Regions from separate parts of the Mus musculus genome. Here region 2 is linked to region 1. A link is a contact called in public Hi-C data. All regions are on one chromosome and are shown on one strand. The core of a region is the stretch at or near the end of the contact, and the rest is flanking DNA. Distances in the headings are between cores, read along the strand shown. Region 1 holds the start of Prps2 (phosphoribosyl pyrophosphate synthetase 2). Region 2 overlaps Tlr7 (toll-like receptor 7).

Region 1 (5,217 bases), core at 1,871-4,370:
ACACTGATTCTGACCATGTGACTTTAGACAGCAGGATATCAGCAAGCAAGGTACAGCAGAGTGCTAGTAAGTGTTTGCTCACAAAGCTTATCTTATTTTTTTTTTTTTTGGTAAATGGAGCTTATTTCACCACATATTCTCTCTCTCTCTCTCTCTCTCTCTCTCTCTCTCTCTCTCTCTCTCTCTCTCTCTTCATTTATCATTGAGGTTTGACTTTTTGGAAGACTCCTTCTGGCAACTCTGTAGTTACCTTGTCAGGAAGCCTGAAAGGCCTCCAGGGAAAGTGCATACTGAGGAGGCAAGGCCAGAAGGTCACTGATTCTTTCCCTGGGGTCATTGTGCCCTGAGGGGAGATATTTAACCGCACTTTCACTTGTCAGAACCTGTAAAGAATGACTACTGGTTTCTTGTGGATTGAGCCTAGGAATGCTTCTAAGTATCCTACATGCACAGGAGAGCCCCACAACAAAGAATTACCCAGTCTGTCAGTTGAATGACAGTTGGAGGTCAAGGTTTTTCCACAACTTGCCCCGTGTGGATCAAGGACAAAGGTGCTTGGGAGAGAAACTGTTCACCCAAAATCTATAGCTGCTCTCTTAAGCCTGTCCGTTGCTCAGTGTCGGCTTCGTGCTCAGTTTGTAACTTAGGATGATTTTTGTTGACTCCCATTAGTATCCCCATCAACTGTAAGCACAATTTGCCCCTTGAACACTCAGCATTCAAGGACAGTTCCTCAACAACCACACTCGTTGTCAGGACAACAGGGACATTTCATCTCGTGCTATAGAAAGGTCAAAATTTAATCTTAGCTTCTAGAATCTCATCTATGAATTAACCTCCAGATTGGGTACTTTAACATAGTATTTTATGCTTCATCAGTTTTGTTATCAAAGAATCCTAGGCTCCCACACTGATCAGCAACTACTTGCCTCCTGATAAAAGTATGTATATATTTAAAGAAATGCAACAGTTGACAAATTTTGCCTATGAGACAAATATTTAAAGACAGAAAAAATTACAGTAAAATTGCTGATGATAAATTTTATTAAGGTGAGTTTAAGTATAGTTAATATAATTCAGTCAATAAAACTTTTAGACATATGTTTGGATATGAGTGTAAATCTCATCTCTATGATAATTTATTATGCAAATTTTATTATAAAATACAGTTATTTGCTACTGAACATGTGGGATGTTTTGAGAAATACGTAATAAGGTTAATTCATAATCATGTAAGCAATGTAGAGTGCACATAAATGAACCAAGACAGCGGAACATCATTAAGCATTATAATATTAATGGTGTGGTCTGTCATCTGAATCTTTATGCAGCATATACTGGGTGTAGCTTAAAACCCACTGTAGGTAGATTGTTGCTGCTGCAGTTGTTTTTGAGACAAAGTCTCACTATATAGTATAGGCTGGCCTGGGATTCTTGGTCCCCAAGCCTCAACCTCCCAAGTGATGAGATTAGTTATATCATCACCTTGGCTCTTTTAAGAAATACAATAGGATATGTACATCTCTGTCAGCAGAATGAAAAGGAACAGAAATGCAATGGGAGTAGCGCTTTGGAGAACCACTGGGGCAGTCAGTGGAGTTTCAAAGGAAACCCTTTCATAAATTCAATTTGCTTGGGTTTGAGGAACCTTAGGGGATTGGAGAGACACAGTTTCAACAGGCCAGCTAGCCTTCAACTGAAAGACCCGCCTGCCTCTGCCTCTGCCTCTGCCTCTGCCTCTGCCTCTGCCTCTGCCTCTGCCTCTGCCTCTGCCTCTGCCTCTGCCTCTGCCTCTGCCTCTGCCTCTGCCTCCAGAGTGCTGAGATTAAAGGCTGACACCTTTGCAGAGTTCAAGGAAGGGCCCAGAAGCAAATCCCCCAAAGATACGGTCAATCTAAATACTCTCCCAAACTCCAATCACACAAGAAGTGCCTTTAGAGTGGGCTACAATTCAAGGGCAAGTAGTCTTTGTTGTATATGGCAAGCCAAATTTCAGTAGACAGTGGTAGAGCCCAAGCAACTATCTGGCCAGGTTAATCTGTCTCTGAAAGCTTTTAAGAAATGTAAGTCAGGATCACTAGTGCTCCACTCGTCCAGGAGCTCAGGATGAATCTCCTTTCCTTAAGTGTGCTTTGTGCCCAGCGATTGGCGATTGGCTCTGACACTGCATTAGCTACTTCAGAAATGCTGAGGTGGGGGTTGAGGGCAGGGAAAGCAAAGGACTCTGGGAGAGGGGGGTTGGTTGCCGCAGCAGGGGTGGGGGTGGGGGGTGGGGGAGTCTGACTCTAGAGAATCCAAGGGACAGGAAGTTGTGAAGAGAGCCTGAGAGCCAGCCTATCTACATAAAAACGAGGACTCAGAAGGAATTGGTGAGAGGCAACTGACCACTTGAAAATACGCTTTCCTCTTGTGGCCAAGCTTAGGGGTCAAATGGTGGCTGTCATCAATGACTCCTTTACAGAGCAACACACATTTAGGAGCTAGACGGTAACATGTTCAGGTTTTGTGGACCAAGAAGCAAAAGACAAGAAAGAATGTGGGCATTTATATAATAAGAAAAAAAAAAAAAACCAAAATTTTCAGCTTTTGTTGAAAAAACTGGAAAACAAAATATTTGAGCTAATTTTGTAAAATATACATCTAAATTAAATGACAGAGAAAGAGAATTCTTGTTGGTGAGAAACCCTTTTCTTAGTCCATCTTCAAACGTAGTCTATATCACCACTTCAAGTGCAAACATGCTTCACTCCCGTGTGCAAATACAAACCGATGTGTGGGTCTGGCCTATGTAGACACGGTGTGCACTTGAAGCCCAGGTATCACCTCTGGGTTCTGAGCTTCCGGGTTGAAAGGCTGCTCCTGGCTGTGAGGCACCACATGGCCCTTTCCTGCAATGGCTCACTGTGCCCACTTTATCTGGTTGGTTGACCTCCCCATTTAAAGGCAAGTCAGGAAGTCCTATGTGGAGCCTGGAGCTCCCCTACGGAGCAACTGTACTTGGGTGCTTCGGGACCACCCAGAGCTTCAAACCCAGATGCCCAGCCTGCGTGGGCAGAAGCAGCCTCCCAGCACCCTCCAGCGACTCTTCAGCTGCTCCTCCTCCCTCTGGCTCCTCCCCCGGCCCTCCCCTCCCCTAGATCCTGCTGCTGCGTTTTCCCGCTTCACCAGCAGCCCAGGCCACCGCAGCAGCAGCAGCAACAGCCGCAGCAACGGTAGCAGTAGTCTGCATCGCAGTCCCTTTCTCCTTCTCCAGCGCGCTCCTCAGTCCCCGGTCACCATGCCTAACATCGTGCTCTTCAGCGGCAGTTCTCACCAGGACCTGTCGCAGCGCGTGGCCGATCGCCTGGGCCTGGAGCTGGGCAAGGTGGTCACCAAGAAGTTTAGCAACCAGGAGACCAGGTGGGAGCCTCGCTGGGGCTGAGGCAGGGGCCAAAGCATGCCCAGGCCAGCTCCGCGGGCGTCATGCTCTCCCTTCCGGGGCGGGACGGCAACAACGCGGCTGCAGAGCCAGGGCGGCTGCGCCAGGGGAGAAAGAAGTTCAGCAAGGGACCCCCAACCCCCACCCCCAACCCGGGTCACCCTGGAGTCTCTACGCGTATCCTCTGGCTGTTAACCTTCTGGTGGCTGGGCCTCCAATACCCGGACATCGGCGACCTGTCGACCCTTGGGCACCCCAGGCCCCTCTTTTGCACCGGCTCGCCTGGTGTCTTCAGTCCGGAAGGACAAAATCGGGGCAGTTACAGAGCGTCTGGGAGAGTGGGCGCAGTCTGTGGGCATCACTTCGGTGCCGGGAATGGTGGGGGCGGGGAGACATCGGTGGATCCGCCCGCCCCAGTTTCCAACTCTCTGCCAGACAGAAACCCAGAATCCTGCATGGTTGAAAAGGCTCTGCACGGGTCCTGGGCACTGGGTTTATCCCAGGGAAACTTTCGAATGCCACTTCCAGCCGCTGGCGATCAGAGTACTGCCAGCTGCTCAGGTGACTCTCCAGAGCAGCAGGCTGGCCAAGCGCTGCCTTATCCAGAAAGGTGGGTTTGTGCGGGAGTTAGGCAGAGCGTGGGAAAGCGAGACGCACGTGTTGAGCGCTCGCACCCTTCCTTTAAACTTTGTTGCATCTATCATTGCGAATAGCTTCTTTGTGTTTGTGGAGCTTAGCTGCGCACAGCAACAAGACCCCAGTTTGTTCAAAATTCCACCGGTTTCTCACATTAGCAAAAGGTGCCACCAGGCAGGCGGAAGCTCTCCTCAGCTTAGACTAGGGATTCCTTGTCCTACTTGCCCAAAGCCAATTTCTTTTCCCGAATTCTATTTAGCACAGTTAACCAACTATACAGTGCACAGTGACAGATAACCGTTCTATATTTAGTAGCGCACGAATTCATTCCGCAAGTTTTACAGAAAAAAAAAAAGTCATTCTCCGTATTTACAAAAGTTAACTTAGAAACGGATTGTAGACACAAACGTCAAAACTAAAACTGAAATTTCCAGAAGGAAGCACAAAATCTTGATGATGGAATGAATCGAGAATTTGGTTGTGAGATTAAGGGCATTTTTTTTCCTTTTGGTTGTTTTATTTTGGTTTGGTTTTCGTTTTCTGGGACAGACTTTTGCTATGTATTTAGGCTGGTATTGAACTCACCCAGGTAGTAGTCCAGGTAGGCTTCGAACTCACAGGAGAACCCTTGTTTCTACCTCCCAAGCATTAGAATTTCGGGTGTGTGTGTCATCAGACCCAGTTAGATTAATATTGATGACAAAGATGATTTTTTTCTAGAGGTTATGTGAATCCCGTGTGACCTTTTCTAGGTGGTAAACTCCATTTACACAGCTTGGGTGATAATAGAAGAAACCTGTGGACAATTCAGGTGAAAGAACTGCCACTTTGTTTACTTATTGACATTACATCCTGATTGAAGTCCCCCCTCCTCCAAGCCACCCCCTAAAATAAATTAATTAATGGGGGAACAAAAGGAAGTAATCCAAACCTTCCAGGAGTCGGCAACAAGAAAACAACAATGAAATGAACTGTGACATTGAATTAAGAACAGTGAAAAATTTATTTTCATAAGTTAAAAACAACAACAACAACAAAAGAATGCCACTCTGGGGTTGGGGAATGTAGTTCAGTTGGTAGAGTTGCTTGCAGGAGTTTGCATGAAGCCCCTGTGCAGCATCAGATCAGGATATGCTGGCACACACTACGTTCTCAGCCCTTGG
Region 2 (5,217 bases), core at 1,647-4,146, 64 kb after region 1:
CCAGAGTTTGTTTATTGTGACTACATGAGGCAACGGACAGGTGATCGATCATAACTGAATTTGCATCTTAGGTTGCAATGGCCTCTCAGTTCTGCACTTCTTCCTCGGTAAAATAAACATATTTATGTGCTATTTCAACTTCAGTGTGAAGAGTTAGAGATGTTATCCAAATGGTATGTCTATTTTAACAACTGGCACTCGCTAAGAATAAAAGGCAGCCATTAGACAGTGTGTGCATACACAAACCAATGATTCATGGCTGCTCCACATGAATTCTGCATTTTCCATTTTAGCAAATGAGGTGATTTACTGAGAGAATAGAAACACCTGTGCATAGAAAATTGCACATTTCCATTTAGACCATAATTACTTCTGTAATTAAGCATCCAAATTTACCCAGTACATTTGCATGTGTAATTAGCTTTGATTCATTATCAAAGCCAGGCCTATGTCACAGGGTATTATACCGTTTTATAAATCAAATTACTGAAAGAAGCATGTCTTTAGGCATTCATTGTTTCCCCCTCCCCAAAAACAAGTAAAGCAAAATAATGTGGATGAGTTGTAACACACACACACACACACACACACACACACACACACACGAGGGAGGGAGAGAGAGGGGGGTTGGCTTTACATTTCAAAATTGTGGTAATTGAAATTAACATATTTTTTAAACTTTAAACAAGAACCTCCTAGTGTTTCTTAAAGAGGGAAATTTCTAACAGAATAAAGAACCATTTTTCTATTTTTAAAACCATGCTTTCCAGACAGTCTTTTGAATTTGGCAGCCTCAGGAAAGCATGCTTTCCCTTTAATAACAAATTTAGAAAGGCCCTGTCCAGACAGTGCATTTGTGGCCCTCAGCTGCTCGCTCAGAGCCCAACTTTTCACACTGCAGTTCAGGTTCCTACTGGCAGGAGTCTCCGTGCAAACTTTGCAGGTATCCAAGTCCGAGGCTTGCAGTGCAGCCTGCATGGGAAGGCAGGAGAAGTTTCAGATGCTTTATAATCTTCGAAGGGTCAGTTCTGCCTGAGCTCATCCACTGATCATAGGACATGTGTGCTGGTAACCTTCTTTTGGCTGTATCTATTCCCAGATGACACGGATAAACTCTGTGCTTTCACTAGAGATAACAACTAGAAGCAAGGATAATGACAGAGTCTTAATGAAGATTCACTTCCGTGCCCTTCTGAACTACACATCAACCCCTTCGTTTAGAGGCCCAACTCCTTCTCAGTCACTCCTTGTACACTTAATAGATAGAATCTGATCTTCAATCTGTTCAGACATAGGCCAATAACTATTCCCTCCTGAAGACAGAGTGGGTTCATGAGCTCTACCTCTTACCCTGGGGATTGATAGGCACTTAGTAGTCTCTGTGGAAGGAGAGACCTTGTCCTCAGTGCTGTAGACACTCTTAAGATGCCCGTTGCTCTTGGTAATAACCCTTGTCCAAGCTCCAGTATGCAACCCTAATGAAACACACTGGGTCACCAACCCACACACAAAAAATCTGATGTTCAGGGCAAAAACTTTGCTAGCTATGATAATAGAATGTGGGACATCTGGAGGATTTTTTTTTAAGTTTAAGGCTTTGATTCCCTTAGCACATCTTTCCTTTGTACTCAACTATGTGGCTGGCTGGCATCATCAAAATGGAGTATATGTAAAGACAAACACATTTTGGGGGCTTAAATGTGTTTGTTCTCTGCTAATATAGGGAGAAAGGAATAGTATAGTAAGCAGCTAGGAGAATGAGAATGGGGCCTTGGTTACCTGAGTCCCACCTTACATACCTTACAGCATGTTTGCTTTTTCACTTTCTCAGAAATGAATCCACTCCTTGGAATTGAGAGGTATACAACATTTTAAAATCAGCCACGTGATTAGATTTACAGGTTTTACCAGAGATTCGATTTCTTTTTATCCTTGCTGAACTTGGATTTAAATGTGTTTAGAGTTAATGTCATGCACAACTGAAGATTTTGTCTAGTTTTCATCTAGGGGTCTGTAGATTATGACTCATAGGTTCAACCTGCTTTTGTTATCACTGAACCTTGTAATTCTGATGTTGTGTGCTACGTGGGTCTTTAAGTACCTACATAATAATAAGAATATTGCCAAGTATTTATTCTTGCATTTATTCCTTTGAGACCAGGGCTTACACTGTATATCCTAGGCTGATTCAGAAATCAAAAAATTTTTGCTTTTATGTAAAATGTTTGCCAACTCCTGATCTATATCAATGTCTCATAGAACCTTCTGCAATAATGAAGATGTCTCGAATCTATGTCCTTAAATACAGTAGCCATAAGCCTGGTAGGGCTTTGGAGGCACTTCAATTACAGTTAGTGTGACTGTGCAACTGAATTTTTTTTATTAGGTATTTTCCTCAAATTTTAATAAACTTAAAATGGCATAGCCACAAAGTGACTCATGGCTATCACATTAGAGCAGTTCCAGACCGTTTGCAGCCTAAGGACTCCATGTCCTTTCTTTTCTGTGTTTTGTGTTCCTCTCTCAAATGGATCATGGGTCCTGAGGCTGTGTGAGTCAAAGGGAAGACAAAATTCTTAATCAGATTTCTGTCCTGAACTGCCTTTTACTGTCTCCTAGCAAATGCTTAATGGAAAGCACTTGAAAACAATGCACACAAGCAGACAGCCATTTCCTCTAAGGCGATACTTTCTCTACCTATTATGTCTGCCTTTGTTTGTGGCTCTTTCAAATTAAAGAACGTCTTAATCAACTTTGCACTCTGGGCTGCAGACAGACAAAATCTCTCTGCACAAAGCTATATTTCTTTCCGGCCCTCTTGAAGACTCGCCAGCTTCTCTTTTTGTTCATGTCACTCACAAGACTGCTAAACCACAGGAAGGAGTGTCCAGCACACACTGTCTTTGTGAACACTGCTGAGCCATTTCCCATAAAAGCCAACTTGGTCTGCACATAGTCTTCCTTTCAACACAGCACAAACTGATCTTCTACTAAGTGTCCATGCATGACAGCAGAAAGCTAGCCACCAGTTTTTCAGCCTCCAATATCTGAGTCTTTCTCACAGGTAGCCTGACAAAATCAACATCATACAATTTAAGCTTTCTTATGTTTGGCAACCCATTTATAAATCCTAGAATTTAAAATTAGGTTTTTATGTGTGCAAAGAGAAATCAATGAACAGATTTAACGTAACAGTGTTTTAAGTTCTCATAAATCTCTAGAAACCAGTAATTCAGGGCCATTGTATAAACCCTACTCAATGAGGTCACAAAAATGATGGACTTATATGATCTGAATCATTCAGTCTGTTGCTGTACAACCCGAACACATTTTCCTCCTTTGGACCCTCAAAGAAGGCTGCCAGCAACATTGTCCATATTAAAAGAAGCCCCATGGAAGTACATGGAAAGGAAGAGGAATATCTTCCCTGCTTAAGAAGAGATTTCACAAGTTCAGTGCATGTCTTCCTCTCACATCCTGTTTGCAAGAGCTGGGTCACATGGTCACATTTATTGGCAACAGAGCATGGGAATGCAAGCATTTTTTTCAAAGCAGGTATTTGCTCAGTGCAAAAAATAGAGATTTTTGTCTGTGTCAGATGAGGAAAAGTAGGGAAAGATGTTTTCAGACTCTAAGAGTAATTGAAGTAATTGACAGTATGAAAAAAAATCTACAGAACAAGAACAGTATATATTTAAAATAGATCTAATGAAAGGGCAAACATTTTGTTTGGAAAAACTTCTGGAGTTTTACATTGTATTTTACATTTATATAGTTTCCTCCACCCATTATACCTTAAGTGCACAGACTATGTAATTTTCTATGTACCTAATACATAACCACCAGTGAAAGAATGCATGTGAATAAATGGATATTGTATTTTGGGTATGAATTGCCCATCTCAAGGTCATAGGTTTGAACACTTGGTCTCTAGTTGCTGGTGCTGATTTGGAGGTTGTACTACCTGGAAGAGGTAGAGTCTTGCTGGAGGATGTAGGTCACCTAGGAGGTGAGCTTTGAGATTTTGTAGACACCATCCGCCACTTCTTGTCCCCTCTATCTTATGCCTGCAGATACAGTGTGACAGACAAGTGGCCTCATACTGCAACCAATATGGACAGAGATGCATTCAGTGCTGTGATAAACTGACATCTGCTGGCATGATAGACAAAATAAACCCATCTTCGCTTCAGTTGCCTCCGTTGATTTTTTTTTGGGGGGGGGTCACAGTTATTCTTTAAAGTAATTAATAAAGCAGAATTCTGATATTTGCTTATATTTCATCTCTCACTGAGTACTTGGTAAATCACTACCTAAAGTAGAGTTGGAGCACAGCATAATCTATGTTGTCACGGACCATGTCATATCCATCAGTCATATAGACTGGATACATATGTCCTCTACATTGTATCTGCATCTGTTATTTTCCTATGGGAGGTCTAAGCAATGGATCTGGCTCAGAGATAGGTAGTGAACATCCAAACCAGTACTGGGAGCCAGCCAGTTCTTCTTGCTCATAATCCAGCAATCCCTCTACAGCTCCACGTAGAATCCTCCTGTCCTGTGCTGTAGGACATGAGAGGGTGGATTTGAACTGGGCATTTTTTTTTGAGATAGGGTTTCTCTGTATAGCCTTGGCTGTCCTGGAACTCACTTTGTAGACCAGGCTGGCCTCGAACTCAGAAATCCGCCTGCCTCTGCCTCCCAAGTGCTGGGATTAAAGGAGTGCGTCACCACGCCCAGCAAGAACTGGGCATTTTGAAAGCAGAGCCTCTTAACCTCTATCCACAAGGGAGCTTTGGGCAGATAGAAGAGGTAAAAGGAGATGTATGTTGAGCCTGGGGATATAGCTTGAAGAACTTCCCTAAGGAGATACTCTTTTCTCTATTTTTATTTCATTTGCAAAGATGTTTTGTCTGCAGATATATGTGTGCAGTACCCACCCAGTTCAGAGGAGCATGTAGGAATACCTGGAACGAGAGTTGCAGATAACTGGGAGTTGTCATGTGGATGCTGAGAATCAAACCTGGATCCTCTGGTAGAGGGGCCAGTGTTTTTAGTCACTTGGCCATCTTTTCAACACCAGGGAATATGCTTTGTAAAGTATTTTTGTTTACTTTGATATTAATTAATTAATTAATTCATTCATTCATTCATTTAATCATGTGTTCATTGTTCACTTGTATATTTAGCAACACAATGGAGTACTAGTTAAGT

The links. Hi-C and Micro-C count contacts between places; a contact is called where the count stands out from the background.
Region 2: a Hi-C map of the N1E-115 cell line shows a contact between it and region 1, with 2.9 times the contacts expected there. The contact joins the enhancer-like site here to the promoter of Prps2 in region 1. A contact is called at or near these places in 1 of 39 promoter capture datasets (the SN4741 cell line), 3 of 484 Hi-C or Micro-C datasets (the N1E-115 cell line, double positive thymocytes and pre-pro-B cells), 2 of 115 datasets of contacts at active chromatin or transcription factors (the SCID.adh cell line and memory CD8 T cells) and 2 of 9 other capture datasets (adipose tissue and pancreatic islet).

The regions. Positions count from the first base shown.
Region 1 is chrX:167,380,652-167,385,868 of GRCm38.p6, reverse strand. It overlaps Prps2 (phosphoribosyl pyrophosphate synthetase 2), which reads left to right and starts at 3,120. Exons shown (of 7, transcript NM_026662.5): 1 at 3,120-3,399. The coding sequence starts at 3,278.
Region 2 is chrX:167,316,655-167,321,871 of GRCm38.p6, reverse strand. The region is part of intron 2 of Tlr7 (toll-like receptor 7); the gene reads left to right. Among named protein-coding and RNA genes, the nearest start is that of Tlr7, 11 kb to the left of the region's middle. Within about 2 kb of position 2,896, at least 68 of the 459 cell types and tissues checked have an H3K27ac peak or open chromatin away from gene starts, as enhancers often do. A contact at or near this core is called in the N1E-115 cell line, the SCID.adh cell line, adipose tissue and 1 more, where this site is marked.